Regions from separate parts of the Sus scrofa genome. Here region 1 is linked to region 2. Evidence: chromatin contacts called from public targeted proximity ligation data. All regions are on one chromosome and are shown on one strand. The core of a region is the stretch at or near the end of the contact, and the rest is flanking DNA. Distances in the headings are between cores, read along the strand shown.

Region 1 (3,327 bases), core at 115-2,614, 140 kb before region 2:
GAGCAGAATCTCCATCCTCCATGTGGCTGACAAGGCCCTCACTCCGGCCCCATCCCCCTCCCCCCTCACTGACCAGGCTTGAGCCACAATGGCTTCCTCCGATGTTTTCAAACATGCCAGGCTCGTAACTGCCCTAGGCCCTTAGACTTGCTTTTCCTTCTTCCTGGGCCCCCTTCCTGCTTCTGAATGGCTGACTCCATCTTATCCTTCAGATCTTAGCTCAAACATTTCCTCCACAGGGTGGCCCTTCTTGGCCATCTTTTCAAAAGTGACCCCATCTCATTCCTATTATCTGTTAACACACCAACCAGTTAATTTACTTCATAGCATTTACCACACTCTGAAATGATCGTGTTTATTTAGTGGTCTCCCTGTTTATTACTGTATCAGTCTTCTCCTTCTAAGTACAAAACTCCGGTGAGCAGGAGCTGGATTTACCTTGCTATATCAACAGGCACATACTAGGTACTAAAATATTTTGAATGAATGAGTGAATGATAATTAGGAAAATACAGTGGTAGTCGGTCAACAAGTACTGAGTTAAGGTGAAAAAATATCAGTTTTCCCACCACAAAGATAGAAGTTGTACAATACATATATTTTTCATTTCATTAGGGTGTGTCCAAGTAGCAGTAACACACAAAGATTAAAAAAATAAATAAATAAAAAAATAAGAGGGAGGCCTAAGCTCTCTGCTGATGACTTAAAAAGGAATGTCCAAAAGAGTAAAATCTTGCTGGCTCCAGCTTCCACACATTTTATAAGGCTGTTGGTATTAAAAGCAAATTTTCTTACTTCTGACAGATTCCAAGGTTGGTTTTATTTCTCCCCACGTGATGCAGTTCTGCACCCCATAAGCCCAGCCCTGCAGCATCCCCATCAACAACTCCATTCAGATGCACTTACACCCATGCCAGCCTTAGGATATCCGAGGCTACCATCACTCTAAATAAAACTGGGGTTGACTTAAAATACTAGGTGGAAAAGGGCGGTCGCTCCCCAGGCATCTGAACACTAAGGCGAAGCATATTGTGCTCTTCCTCACAACACCCCAGCTCAAGATCTGTTCCTCCTGTAACGGGAAGTGGAACAGGGCGTAGAAACCCTTTTAAAGGTGCAGCTCAGAAGCTAAGCACCATTCAATGGCGCTATTACACCTAATGCTATTTGTATCCCTGAACTTGATCAATTAGGGCAGTTCTCTTAACTATCACCCATTGAGAGGCCCTAAACTTCAAAAAGCATGAGAAAGAAAGGCATGCAGAAATGAACCCCGACGGCCTTGCTTTCTGTTAGAGGCTTCCCGTGGCGTACCGGGTACACACACCACATCCTAAAAGCAACACTATCGAGTGCTGAGAGAGACGGGTACTTACGCGGCATGATCCCTTGGCTCACGAGTTCCTCCCGCGTCCGGCGCTGCTGGAGCTTCAACTGCAGCACTGCAGGGCAGCAAAGAGAGAAGGGAGATGAAGGCTCAGTCGGGCATTCCACCACAAAAAACACATTTTCAAATGCAAAGAAAGCCTCAAAACAGAAGGGTGTAGTGTGAAAGAAGGATCTCCTTTAATTGTGACAGTAATTGCAGAAGTGGCCTGATACAGCAGGGTTTCCGTATTCTGCTGTGGGCGGTGAGAGGAAGTTGCGAAGGGTCTTGCAGGGCGATAACAATCCACAAAGTACCCAAGTCTTGCCTCTTGCTCAAAACCTCCTACAACACTGTGACCTCCTCCTAAGACTAGAAAACACAATTCTTAACTCAAAGAAAACATAATGAGGACGACCACCTAGCAGAAAAAGCTTTCTAGATGTTCCACGCCTTCTTCCTGGTAGCAAATGTTTACCACCATTTATGTAAGTACAGCGAATGATACAGCTATTCACACAGATCAGGAAGTATTGGTTATTTGTTATAAAAAAAAAAAAAGCTTTTATATCTAAAAATGATACCTATCCTCACCAAGCAATTCATTTCTCTAGACCATAAAACAGTTTACCATTAAAACAAGTCGTCTCTTCCTCTTCACTTGGAGCCTTTTGTGATTCAAAGCACATCCGGGCTAGTGGAGGGGTGATGGGTGTTTCTCCCATTTCCACTCAGGCAACACCACTTAATGAAACAAGTTAACGGGAATTTTTCTTTTAAGTTAAAAGCCAATTATCTTTATTTCAAAAGCCAATGCAACCTAAAGAGTATTACCACTGCACACCATACAGAAGGACAAAGGCACAGCCTGCATTGAGAGGCTAAGGGAGAAAATGTTCAGAAAAGCAGGCTTAGGGGATCCCAAAGGCTAAAGGAAGTCCCCTTATACAGTAAGCCTTCAATTACAAGGTCTCTGCAAGTCACATCTGAGGGGCACTTCTATCTATTGAGAATCATATTGCCCTAATATCTGCCTTTTCCAACCACAAAGCAGTTTTGAAGAAGGCCTCCAAAAATGGCAGAACCATAACTAGTCTATGTCTCATATTCAGGAAGTCCACAGTAGAACTTGACTTTCCCCCTGAAACCTAATCTATGTCCCATCATTTTCCTCACTAATAACATCACTATTCTCCTCCCCAGCACTAATATTAAAATTTTTGAGCCAACTTCATCTCTGCCACCTCCTTACACTCTTACCAAGTTTTCTCTACCATGCTGCAGTGATAGGTCCCTGGCTGTGTCATGACTTGTGCTGTGTCTCACCCATTCTATGTCACCCCAATCAAGACTGTCCAGTTACTCTTCCTCCAGGACCATGTACTTTCCCAAGGCTTTATCCACTTCAGCTGGAAATGCCTGCCTCTTTACTTGACCTTCCCAACTCACCCGCCAGCACTGAGAATGACTCTAGGCCACCTGTGAACTACCTTTTATCTGTTATAAAATGTAGAGTAATACTTTGCCCTGTGTCATACTTACGCCCTGAATATATCTTCTCTCACCTACCAGTTTATAACTTCCTGGAAGGCAGGGAATATATCTTATTAGTATATGACACCTTCCCATAGCACTTAATACACAGTAGGCATTTAATAATTGTTTCTTAAACTGAACTGGATCTCAAAATGATGGTACATACTGTTTGAGAAATCTAATTAGGACGTTATTGTTGTCGTGGTTATTTACAAATCAACACTGTAAAAACAAAGATTTGCAGAATAAAAGATAAAAGCAGCAACAGCCATACTAACAGCGTACATCTATACAACATGTGCTCTGTGCCAAATACTGTTCTACATTCTTTCGTGTTTTAACTCATTTAATCTTCATAGCTCCCCTATTGAGAGAAAAGGTATTATCCTATTTTATGGGTAAGGAAAATGAGATGTAAGGTTATC
Region 2 (3,420 bases), core at 18-2,517:
GAAATGAAGAGTTTCATCTGAGGAGTTCCCACTGTGGTACGTTAATAATATCAGCTTATCCCTGTGGAGGCACTGGTTCAATCCTAGGCCCAGCACAGTGGGCTAAAGACCCAGCATTGCTGCAGATGCAGCATAGATCACAGCTCCAGCTAGGACTCTATCCCCTGGCCCGAGAACTTCCATATGCCACAGGGGCCGCAGAAAAAGGAGGAGAAAAAAAAAGTTTAGTTTGAAATGTATATCTGAGGTGTCTGCAAGACATCCAGGCAGAGGTGGCTAAGTGATAGGTGCTCAAAAAAGAAAGAGATACGCATTTGGGAATCACTGGTATTTAACTGGTGTTAAATGTGATGGGATTAGATAAGATCTTCTACAGAGACAACAAGGTTTGGGGCAGAGTCCTGAGAAAATTCCACACTCAGGCTAAGCTGAAGAACAGCTAGCAAAAGAGAAAGAGTGGCAGAAGAGGTAGAAGAAAGAAATAAGGCATCAGATGAAAAACTAGGAGAATAATATCATACCAAGAATACAAAATGGTTCAAGAAAGAAAGTGATCAACTATGTTAAACACCACTGGAAAGGAAAAATGTGAATGAAAATGTCATTCTGGAGTTCCCGTTGTGGCGCAGTGGTTAACGAATCCGACTAGGAACCATGAGGTTGCGGGTTTGATCCCTGCCCTTGCTCAGTGGGTTAAAGATCCTGCGTTGCTGTGAGCTGTGGTGTAGGTTGCAGACGCAGCTTGGATCCTTCGTTGCTGTGGCTCTGGCGTAGGCCAGTGGCTACAGCTCCGATTCGACCCCTAGCCCGGGAACCTCCATATGCCGCGGGAGCAGCCCAAAAAAATAGCAAAAAGACAAAAAAAAAAAAAAGAAAGAAAATGTCATTCTTTCATTTATTAATTCATTGAAAAAATATTTATTAAACGCCTACTACGTGCCAAGTCCTGCTGGTGCTGAGGATACAACAATAAACAAAACAAAGTACCTGCCCTTGTAGAGACTGCCATCTAGTCAGAGGATTCAGACAGCAAATACATGTCAAGAGGTGATTAATCCTGTGGAGAAGGTGAAAGCAGGATAAGAGGAAAAGGATATGCCTTAGGATTGGGGAGTCACATGGCTTTTTTACATATGATGGTCTAATATTGTGACATCTGAGCAAAGAGCTAAAAAAAAAAAAAAATGAGGAAGTAAACCATGTGAAAATCTACAGATTAAAGTATTTCAGGCAGAAGGAACAGCAAACACAAAGACCTGGTATGACCCAGTAACAACAAGGAATCCTGGAGTTCCTTTGTGGCTCAGGTCCTGCTGTGGTGTGGGTTCAATCCCTAGCCCAGGAACTTCCACATGCCACGAGTTTGGCAAAGGAAGAAAGAAAGAGAAAAAAACCCAGCAACTGTACAGTAAGCAAGGGAGAGAGTGGAAGATCATGAAATTGACTCCAGAGAGAAAAATCCTAAGATCTTCAGTCCCATGTGGAGAGCAGTTCATAAGAAATCAAAGGCAGAAGTATGGAGTCCAATTCAAAGGAAGCTATTGAAATAATACAGGGAAGAGATAATAATAAGAATGGCATGATGGTCAGTTGAATGTGCATCAACTTGGTTAGGCTATAGTCCTCAGTTATTCAAACATTAATCTAAGTGCTGCTGCGAAGGTATTTTGTAGATGTGATTAACATTCATAATCAATTGACTTTAAGTAAAGATTATCCCAGATGATCTGGGTGGGCCTCGTTTAATCAGTTAAAAGGCCTTAAGAGCAGAACTGAGATTTTCCAGAAGAAATTTCACCTGTGGATACCAACATCCACTCCCGCCGCTGCCGCCGAGCGTTCCAAACTGTCTTTTCTGTCAGCCTAGCCTATGATGCTGCAGTTGCCTAGCCAGCGTCCCCCCCACCCCCGCCACCCCAAATCAGATAAAGAATAAATCCTTGTAATAAGTCCCTTAATCTCCTACTTGTTCTGTTTCTCTGATTGAACCCTGACTGATAAAGATTTTGGTATCTTGAAGTGGGATTGCTGCTATAACATATTCTTTTAAACATGGAAATGGCTTTGAAATTAGATAACGAGTAGAGGCTGGAAGAATTCTGAGACGCAGGAATGGATAAGCAATGAGGTCCTGCTGTGTAGCACTGGGAACTATGTCTAGTCACTTATGATGGAACATGATAATGTGAGAAAAAAGAATCTATACATGTATGTGTAACTGGGTCACCTTGCTGTACAGGAGAAAACTGACAGAACACTGTAAACCAGCTATAATGAAAAAAATAAAAATCATTATATACTTTAAAAAAATAATTCGGAGAAGCATAATTTCAAAAGCCTAGACTGCCTTCAACAAACTGTTGGTAGAAATAGAGACCCTGAAGGCGATTCTGGTGAGAACTCAGAGGGAAGTGAGAAGCACAACACAGAAAGCCTATACTGTTTTAGAGACTATAAATGTCATCAAAAACAGAAGGCTCGTAAAAAACACGAACACTAAAGGTGCTTCTGGTAAGGTCTCAGAAGAAAATGAGGAATGTTATTAGGAACTGGAGGAAAGGAGTTCCCCTTGTGGCTCAGTGGTTAACGAATCCAACTAGGAATGATGAGGTTGCAGGTTCGATCCCTGGCCTTGCTCAGTGGGTTGAGGATCCGGCATTGCCATGAGCCGTGGTGTAGACTGCAGACTCGGCTCAGATCCTGCATAGCTGTGGCTCTGATGTAGGCCAGTGGCTATAGCTCCAATTAGACCCCTAGCCTGGGAACCTCCATGTGCCGCGGGAGTGGCACTAGAAAGGGCAAAAAGACAAAAAAAAAAAAAAAAAGGAACTGGAGCAAAAGGGATCCTTTTCAGACAATGGCAAAAAAAAAAACTTAGCTGAATTTCGTCCTACAGTTGTGTGAAAAGCAGAACTTGGATATTTAGCTAAGGGGATTTTCAAGCAGCAAGTTGAAGGTGCAGGCTGGTTTCTTCTGGTTGCTTACAGCAAAATGCAAGAGGAAAGAAAAATTGATGGGCTAAATGTCAAACAAAGGAAACTAGTATGTGATGATTTGAGAAATTCTCAGCTTATCTAGACCACAAAAAATGCTAAAATTAGGAGACGCTAGTAAGAAAGCACTGCTGTGGCGAGGAAAGCCAAGAGTGTGGCTGGACAACATTTTACTCCTGCTGAAAGATCACACATGTAACTCAGGGGCCCTCAACCAACCGTCTAAGCGGAAGCTAGGAAGAGACAGGCGATTATCCAGGGAAGATCTACGGAGGAGCCTCCTGTCTAATGACAAGAACCCCTTTCCATCTGGCGGCAGCCATCATGTAAGCCGAGATGGGCGCCTACGCGTACCTCCAGGAGCTATGGAGGAAGAGGCTTTCTCCTCCAGTGCACTGCCGGCAGTCCCACCAGCCCTCAGCGTCTC

What was found.
Region 1: a contact with region 2 is called in a targeted proximity ligation map of alveolar macrophages. A contact is called at or near these places in 2 of 2 datasets of targeted methods (alveolar macrophages and skeletal muscle).

What each region holds. Positions count from the first base shown.
Region 1 is chr5:7,933,413-7,936,739 of Sscrofa11.1, reverse strand. It overlaps MKL1 (MKL/myocardin-like protein 1), which reads right to left. Exons shown (of 16, transcript XM_021092835.1): 5 at 1,377-1,442. Among named protein-coding and RNA genes, the nearest start is that of SGSM3, 83 kb to the left of the region's middle.
Region 2 is chr5:7,788,373-7,791,792 of Sscrofa11.1, reverse strand. All of the region lies in intron 2 of MKL1 (MKL/myocardin-like protein 1), which reads right to left. Among named protein-coding and RNA genes, the nearest start is that of MKL1, 39 kb to the right of the region's middle.